3 separate regions of the Mus musculus genome follow, and regions 1 and 3 are each linked to region 2. A link is a contact called in public Hi-C and HiChIP or PLAC-seq data. All regions are on one chromosome and are shown on one strand. The core of a region is the stretch at or near the end of the contact, and the rest is flanking DNA. Distances in the headings are between cores, read along the strand shown. Region 1 has its middle 89 kb from the start of Gm38577. Region 2 holds the start of Tmem132e (transmembrane protein 132E). Region 3 has its middle 95 kb from the start of Ccl1.

The links. A called contact is a pair of places that touch in the nucleus more often than the background predicts. HiChIP or PLAC-seq counts read pairs in DNA pulled down with a chosen protein or histone mark.
Region 1: a contact with region 2 is called in an H3K27ac HiChIP or PLAC-seq map of embryonic stem cells, with 5 read pairs. The contact joins the enhancer-like site here to the promoter of Tmem132e in region 2. A contact is called at or near these places in 2 of 484 Hi-C or Micro-C datasets (nephron progenitors and pancreatic cancer cells), 4 of 115 datasets of contacts at active chromatin or transcription factors (embryonic hindbrain, embryonic stem cells, forebrain and 1 more) and 3 of 9 other capture datasets (adipose tissue, liver and pancreatic islet).
Region 3: a Hi-C map of cerebral cortex shows a contact between it and region 2, with 2.8 times the contacts expected there. The contact joins the enhancer-like site here to the promoter of Tmem132e in region 2. A contact is called at or near these places in 1 of 39 promoter capture datasets (hippocampal neurons), 1 of 15 datasets of contacts at CTCF or cohesin (large pre-B cells), 3 of 484 Hi-C or Micro-C datasets (cerebral cortex, immediate neuronal precursor and nephron progenitors), 11 of 115 datasets of contacts at active chromatin or transcription factors (the 230-238 cell line, SST interneurons, embryonic forebrain and 8 more) and 2 of 9 other capture datasets (adipose tissue and pancreatic islet).

The regions. Positions count from the first base shown.
Region 1 is chr11:82,296,841-82,299,540 of GRCm38.p6, reverse strand. No RefSeq gene overlaps it. Among named protein-coding and RNA genes, the nearest start is that of Gm38577, 89 kb to the left of the region's middle. Within about 2 kb of position 1,425, at least 6 of the 459 cell types and tissues checked have an H3K27ac peak or open chromatin away from gene starts, as enhancers often do. A contact at or near this core is called in embryonic stem cells, where this site is marked.
Region 2 is chr11:82,387,597-82,390,296 of GRCm38.p6, reverse strand. Tmem132e (transmembrane protein 132E) reads right to left here and starts at 1,397. Exons shown (of 9, transcript NM_001304439.1): 1 at 1,184-1,397. The coding sequence starts at 1,250.
Region 3 is chr11:82,273,300-82,275,999 of GRCm38.p6, reverse strand. No RefSeq gene overlaps it. Among named protein-coding and RNA genes, the nearest start is that of Ccl1, 95 kb to the right of the region's middle. Within about 2 kb of position 1,394, at least 9 of the 459 cell types and tissues checked have an H3K27ac peak or open chromatin away from gene starts, as enhancers often do. A contact at or near this core is called in cerebral cortex and oligodendrocyte precursor cells, where this site is marked.

The DNA.
Region 1 (2,700 bases), core at 176-2,675, 91 kb after region 2:
AATGAGCTTGGAAGGGGGGGGGGTAGTCAGATACATTGTAGTTTGAGCTAGAGCTGCCTGATATGGGTACTGGGAACCAAATTTGGGTCCTGTGAAAGAGCAGCAAATCCTTTTAACCGCTGAGCAGTCTTTCTAGACTTTCAATTAATCTTAAGGAATGCATATGGATTGCAAGTTTAGGCAGACTCCTCGGAGCTCCTGTCAATAGGCATTATAACTACTACTACTACTACTACTACTACTACTACTACTACTACTACTATTATTGACAATAGATCAACACACAGCCCTGAACTCTCAGTCTTTCTGCTTCAGTCTCCCAAGTGCACACAGGCATGTTCCACCATATTTAGGCAGAGTTACAGTTTTGTCAGATTAAAAGTTTCTGAGATTGTTTTTGCACGGTTACATGACTATATTTAACACTACTAAAGCTAACATTTAAAATGGTTAAAATAGCAAATTTTATTGTAGACCATGACCTAAAAATTGTGTAATCCAGTTATAGTAATACAAAGCTACAATCACAACACTCAGGAGGCTGAGGCAAGAGGATCATGAATTTGGGGCCAGCCTGGGTTGCACAGGGAGATGCAATCTCAAAACAAAACAAAAATAGAGTAGAACAGCAACAAAATGAGAGGGGAGGGGGAATATGGATATCGGGAATTCTCTACTTAATAACATCTCCCCAAATCCCTGTGCTTCCACACTATGGCCACCTCAGATCTGCTTTCTGTTGCTATGTTCCTGGTCACTCTAGGTACCCTACATGGCTGAAATCAGGGAGCATTAGCCTTATGTGGCTGTCTTGTTTCACTCATCATAAGGTCTTAAAGTTTCTTGCCCACTTGGGGCATCAGAATTTCCTTCCCTATGAAAGGCAAGGATACACCTCTGAACACCAATCACTTCTTTAATTTGTTATTGCTCAGCCAGCAGGGGACACCTGAATGGCTTCTATACTTGACTTCTGGAGTCATACTGTGTCACTGTGGTTGCACATATATGCCAATTGGAGTCCCTGTTTTCTGTTTCTTCCTGTGCATGCCCAGGACCCTCTGAACCACATGATAATTCTGTCTTTTGTTTTCTTGAGGACCCGCCATTTTGTTTCCAGCTCTAGACTCAAAACACTGCAGGAGTACAGACGCCATGAATCTCTGCTTACATAGAGGGCATTAGGGGCCCCAGCAAAAGTCCCCTTTCTGTCTCTTATGGGAGCTGGTGGCTCAGCTAGTCTGGAATCAGATGTTTGGGGATTTTGTATCTTGAAGATGGCCATGCGGACTGCTCACTGGTGTTTGATCCCTGATGATAGCTGGGGCCTAAACTAGTTTCTCTACAACTTTACTGACATGGAATGACTAAGCACTGTAAGCACACCTCTGGGTGTGTCTATGAGGAAGTTTCCAAAAAAAAAAAAAAAAAAAAAAAAAAAAGGCCTGAGGAGGGGAAGACCCACCCTGAATGTGGGAGGCACCGTCCCAGGGTCTAGGGACCTGGACTGGAATAAAAGGAGGGGTAAGCTCAGAGCCAGTTTTCACTTCTCTGTATCCTTATAGCAGATACAATGTAACCCAGCCATACTCCTGCCGGCTGCCTCCCCACCTAGGGTGAACTAATTAGTCCACCGGTGAGCCCAAAAACACCCTTCCTTCCTGAAACTGCTTTTGTTAGGTGTTTTGTAACAACAACAGAAAAAGTAGTTAATTCAGGAATGTTAAAGAGTACAGGGCCACCCTGAAAGTCACAAAACTGGCTAGCCACATACAAGCCTAGTGTATTCTAGGTCCCCAGGACCTGGATCCTTTCCTGCTTCTGAAAGCAGAGCCTTCCTTTCTGGTCTGCAGAGCCTTGCATGTTGATAGGGCACAGAGGGGTGGAGGGCACAGGTCACAGGTACTTTGAAAAAACTCAGGTGTCTTCCTCTCTGTGTCTCCCCCTGAAAGATGCGGGGAATGCAGTTGGTCCATGGGGGACTTGCAGTTTTGGTCTCTTCTTCAGCTACTGGGGCACACCTGTCAGCCCCAGAGTCTCAGAAGCCAACTGATCATGGCTTTCTTAATTCCAGGAGGTAAACTGATGTCTTGGGAACTAAAAGCCATGCTAAGAGAATGAACAAGAATTTCAGGGCCCAGGCTGCTTCTGTCCCAGTCTGGCCATGCCTGGGTAGGGGTGCCATGACATCTAAGCTCAGGACCCTCCCCCAGAATCAGCACTGCTGGGAACCCAGGACCTCAGCCTTCCAGCTCTGGGCACACCCTGAGCTCCTCAGGTTAGCCTGCCACCCCAAGGCCCATTAAGAATGCATAAGTGCTGTATGTGAGTGGGACCTGAAGATGCTGGGTCTCTGATAAGCCTTCTCACTTAGTGCCCTTTGCTGCCCTAGCTGGGCAGCCCTGTGGAAACATTGGTGGTGGCTGCCATCACTTATTCATTACAGAGCCACTTATGCAGCTGCTCCAGCCTTCTGCTAAGAATGGATTCCTTTTCCTCCCCTCCCAAGTCCCCATTTCTAGAGCCTTCTCCTCGCCCAGGCTTCTCCTTCCTACTTTGATCTGTTCTGAACTTCTGTGTACGGAGCAGCAGTTCTCAGAGGACAGATGTGGATATGTGGAACTGAGAACTTGTTATATGAATGGGAGACCCTGGGTAGCCTTCCTGCCTCTGGGACTGTGTTGAGGAGCAGGCTGGAGG
Region 2 (2,700 bases), core at 148-2,647:
GGGGTTCGTTGCGGAGCAAAAACGAATTAAGAGACCGTGGGGAGGTTCACAGCACACTCAAATCAGGCTGCCAGGGACTGCACAGATTCGGGCAAAAGCTGACCACTACAAACGGACGGTTCTCTCAAACATCCAGATGGCTCGCTCCACTAAGGCCTTCTCCAATTCTGTCCTTGGCTCACCCTCTCGGGAGTGGGGCATCAGAGTCTTATATCCCTAGCTAGTCCTTTGCTGGTTGGGGAATTGTCCCGGGTCAGCTGGTTTCACTTGGGCGCAGCAGAGGGCCGCTTCCCCGCCGCCCCTGCCCCCTTGCTTCCACAGCTCCCTTTCTCTCGTTTAGGTTTGCGCCCCTCTCCTCCTGGAGCATCTCCAGCTTGCGGAAGCCCGCCGCAGCGCCCTCCTGGCTCATCTTGAGTTCCCACTCTGGGTGGGGGAGGTTGTCCTACTACCCCCTGCCTCCAACCTTCATATCCCCCATCTCACTGCTGGGGCGCACCATCCCCGGGTTCCTCCCTCCGTCACCCCTTTCCGGCAGAGCCCAGAGCCCAGGGCGAGCCTGGGGAGCAGACGCAACAGATTGCAGAACGCTGGAGCGCGGCCCCGCTGCCTTCGCGCGCCGCCAGTCTCCCGGCCCGCGCCCGCTGCCCAGACCCCCGCCCGACTTGCTCTGCGAGCCGGCCGGCCATTGAGATGCTGCTCACAAGCCTCCCGGGCCCCAACCGTGCGCGTCCCTGTCCTAGGCCCGCCGCAGGAAGCCAGACAGCCGGCGGCACGGCCCGCACCCGCCTGCGCGCCGGGCCCGGAAGCCGCGATCTCGCCGGTCCCAGTGGTCCCCAGCCCCTCGCGCTGCATGGGGAGCTGCGGCCGGGTACCCGAGACTCGACCTAGCTGATCTCTCGCACCCCTCTAGATATCCGTGAGCTGACACGCCCCCAGGGTCTCGGGTTTTTCCCTGAATTCTAACTCTGAGACCGAGGAATCTACCCCCCCCCCGCCCCAATCTCCCCTGGACCGACCTCGGTCCCCTCAGCGGACTCCCGCTGCAGCCGGGAACCGTGCTGGTAGCGACGGCGGAGAGTCCAGGGGAACACTGGGATGAGGTGCTCCTTCCTTCGGTTCTCTCTGCGCCCCCTCCAGGGGCGCCCGCCGCATCTTCACCCCGAGTCTGCGCCGCGACACTTACCGTGGGCGAGCAGCACAGAGAGGCAGAGTAGGGCGGCGCCGCGGCGGCCCGACATCCCTGGGGCCATGGCCGAAGCGGGGGCAGGAGGGGTCCGAGGGTGTAGAGATCCACGGCGAATTGGTCTCAGGCTGGGCTCGGTCGCCTCCAACTCACTGGCGCCCAGCTGTGTCTGTTGAGGCTTCGGGGGCCAGAAAGCGCAATTCGGGGACACTTTGAGGGGAGGGGCGTCCCGGGCACCACCGGCTACACCCTCGGAGCCGGCGGGGGCGCAGCTCGGGGCGGGAGGAGTCTCCACCTCCCCGGGCTGGTGCCCCCTGCAGGATCTGCGAGGAGAGGGGGGAGCCGCACGTGCGGTCCCAGGGCCCGGTGGCCACCAACGTCCCGGTGGCTGCCGAGGGCCGCGTGCCGAAGCCCCTGGCCTCGCCGCGCCGCTCAGATCCGTACTCGCTCGTAGGTACAGAACCCCAACGCGAACTCGAATCGCCTCGGTTTCGGTGGTAACCCCACATGCACAGCGCGGCTTTCTTCCTCTCCCAAGCGCCCTGCAGCAGTAGGGAAAATCCCAGGTCGGGAGGAAACGGATGATTTCTTTCGCAAAGAGAGAAAATCCAGGCAACTTTAATCCATCCGGGGAAGGAAAAGTTTCCTTGCAGGGATGAGACAGGCGACGCGGGTCGCCACCACCCTAGGCGACGCCCAGACGAAACGTCTGAGGTGGGGGACCAGATGTTTGTCCCTTCGCAGTGCTCGGTCTTGGACTCCAGCACTCTCTCCAGTCTCGACCGGGGTCTGCGCTAGCACAGGCCAACTCGGCGCCGCCTGGCCAGGCTGGGGTTCGGTGGCTGGAGCAAGGGTGGAGCTCTAGGCACTCGCTGCCCCATGGAGATGAAGCTAGGAGAAGCGAAGGAGCGGAAGCGCCAGCTAAGGCGCCCCAGCTCGAGCCGTTTCTTCCCAGAGCGTCTCCTCCAGTATCCAGCCCGTAAGCGTTGTAGGATGAGAGATGGGGTGGTCAGCCCTCGGCAGCACCGGCTACCCTTTTCTTTCCTCTCCGGTAGGGTGTCGCTGTCTCAGCACAGGGGTACCTTGCCCCGCCTCACACCTCTCCTCGCTTTCCCGGGGGAACCTACACAAACCTTGAACTTTTCCGAGGTTCACAGTCTCCGATCCCTCGTCCTACCCATCACCCCCGCCTTGCCCCTGGACACCCGCTCGCCCGTTGCCTCGGTGCGGCAGGGCACAGGCTGTCGCTCTTTCGGAGTCAGTCTGGGCGAGTAGATCGCCGCTCCAGTCCCAGCTACGGGTGGCAAGAAGCGGGAGCGCGGCCAGTGGGCTAAGGCAACCGCACCTGCGCAGCCCCTGGCCGGAGAGGCAGCAGCGGGTACCTAGGCGGCCTAGAAAAGATAGAGATGCCGATAGGGGTCCAGCTCTCCTTGGACGTGGGGTTGGGGAAGAAGAAGAATCAAGGACCAGAGGAAAAAAAAAAGAGGCGGGGGAGCCACAGTTGACCGAAGCAGTCG
Region 3 (2,700 bases), core at 145-2,644, 110 kb after region 2:
TGTCTTTGAGGGAAATTGTTCCAAAACAGTCCTGTGCTCTCAAGATGCATTGACAAGTCATGCAGATGTATCTCACTGCATCTGGAAGCGTAGGTGTCCATCTTCCTTAATCCACTCAATGGTTTGTCCACTGCCACTCCCCAGGAGGGGCTGGGCCCTGCGTTTGGGCAAAACTGTGGGCAGCTCTTCAGAGCCTCTCAGTCCCACTTGGATCACAGCACCCCTCCCCCCCTTTTCTCTTTTGCCTTTGTATCTCAGGGCATACTAACAACTTTGACAGGGAGTGGCAGAGACAAGCCTTCCCACTGTCCCTCCCTGCTACTGTTGGTGAATGGAAGAGGGTCCTCACATTCTGGCTGGTTCTTTACTGTTCCGGCCAAGTGCTCTGCTTCCCTCTGTCTCTGTCTGTCTGTCTGTCTGTCTCTGTCTGTCTGTCTCTGTCTCTCTGTCTGTCTGTCTCTCTTTGTCTCTGTCTGTCTCTGTCTCCATCTCTCTCTCTCTGCAGTGTACTACATAGATGTCATCAGGTATCTCCCAGAGTGTGACAGTTTGACCAGCCTGTCCTACCATCAAGCTTCCAGAACCATCTCTCCTCCTCCCCTATGTGCCTCGCTTTTATGTGGGTTCTGGTGATCTGAACTCGGTTCCTCCTGCTTGCAAGGCAGGTGTTTACTGACAGGACCATCTCCCCAGCCGCTGATTTTCCCACTTCTGAGACTTACACCATTTGCTCGGAAGGCAGCTTGGCAAGGGCGAAAAGTCTTTTTCAGCCCACAGAGTGTCACAGGCCTCAAAGCCCAATCCTTGGTCTGTTTTTAACCCACTAACCTTCATTAACGTATGCCTCTGCAGCATGGGGGCAGGCCATTGTGTCTGCCTGTCCCTCATATGCTGGGAGATAGAAAGCCTGCCATCACACTGAAGTGCCGAGTTCTGTGGCCAAACTCAGTTATACAAATCCCTTATCCAGAGTTGTACCGATAAATGTCTAATAACCAACTCTTCACAAGGCCTAAGGCCCTGCTTTCTAATGTTTGATCATTTCCTTTGTGTTATTTTCCTTATAGCCTACTCTGTGAAACCCCCTGAACATGGAGACAGAGGTGCTCAGAATGCCTTCTTATGCCCGCCTATGGCTGCCTTTCTTCTAGACATAAAGCAGCCTACATGGAGAGAGAATCTAGATCAAGGTCAGGCAATAGGCCTAAGGGCTCCAGTGTCCAGCACTCAGTATGTGCCAGAAGTGAGGCTGTAATTAACCAAACTGAATGAGGAGACTAGGCACTGGGAAGACAAGAAGCAGTTTTGGAAGAGCAATGTGACGTGCCAGGAGACCAAGAACAGATCGCTTAGGAAAGCACAGGGCCCTAGATGATGATGGACAGGGTCCCCACGTGTCTGGAATACAGCATTGCCTCCTGAGGCGCTCTTCCCAGGCTTGGCAAGGGAGGCTCTGTACATGATGATGAGGGAGCTGGTCAAACAGACAGGTGTTCCCTGAACCTCAGGGATGACGTGTGAGCAGGCCAAGCCAGGAAAGGGCATGCCTAATCTCTGTGATTGTTGGTACCTCAATTCTGATGATGGTCCTGTGAGAGGATGGTGCCAAGGGCCCGGGGGGTGGGGTGGGGTGGGAGGAATGCCCTGGCTGACATCATCTGCTATTTCTGGACCGACTCACTGCCTCCTCCTGTGGGAACTTCCTTCAGGACATAAATCATGTAGTCTTCTCATGACTACCTCATTCTCCTGAGGAAACACAGGGAATTTGAGTTCACGAAGCCAAATGAGGTCTGGGTGTCCTCTGGAAACAGTGCTGGGGATGGAGAGAAGAATGTCAACTCTTGATCAGCATTCAAGTCACATCACTGCCCCTTAGAAAGCTCCAGAGTCTTGGATAAGTCAATTCCCTTCTCTGTCATTCCTTTCTCACAAATGGGCTGACGATAACGAATGATATCCCATCATGCCCGAGCCCTTGAAGGCTGTGCATGATGAAGGCTGGTGGTTAATCTGTGAAAGCCTGTGTGAACTCCCTTTCTGGTCCTTTCTTGGCTTGCAGTGGGTGGTTCACAGGGGCTGCAGCTGGGGAGCTACCTTGTGATCACATGGAGTATTTAGGAGGAGTGAGGCATGCTGGGAGTGACTAGATGCCTTCAATCCCAGAACCTCAGGCTTTCCTTGGAAATCCCTCGGTTATGCAGGGCTCAGCAGCCAGGAGGGTTGCCTAGGTCTTCACCAGGCTATCTTCTTGAGCAGAGGTGACAGGATTGTCTATCACCTGTTTGTTCACTGTCTGGCTCTGTGTATCTCTCACAACTGTCTGTCTATCTGTCCTGGGGAAAGACTGTAAGGCTTGTTAGCTGCCTGCTGCCTGCTTTTCTGCAAAGCCTGCCTGACTTCCTGTCTTTCTGTCAGTCTTACTCAACATGCCTTCCTGTCTCCTGAGTGCAGCTGATTCTCTCGCACCTGGGCTCCATTTTATGATGTGAGTGACAGAGAGGTGACAAATGAGAGCAAGAGACTGACAGGCGGGAGCACACATGTACAGGGGATGGAACATTTGCACACACAGAGTCTTGACAGCTGGGTCATCCCCTTAGAGACAGGGTCAGTCCAGGTCTCCTTTACCTCAGGGGGATGGCTGAGTACCACACCCCCCCCCCCCAAACTGAGAAACTAGCCAGCATCCCTGATTAT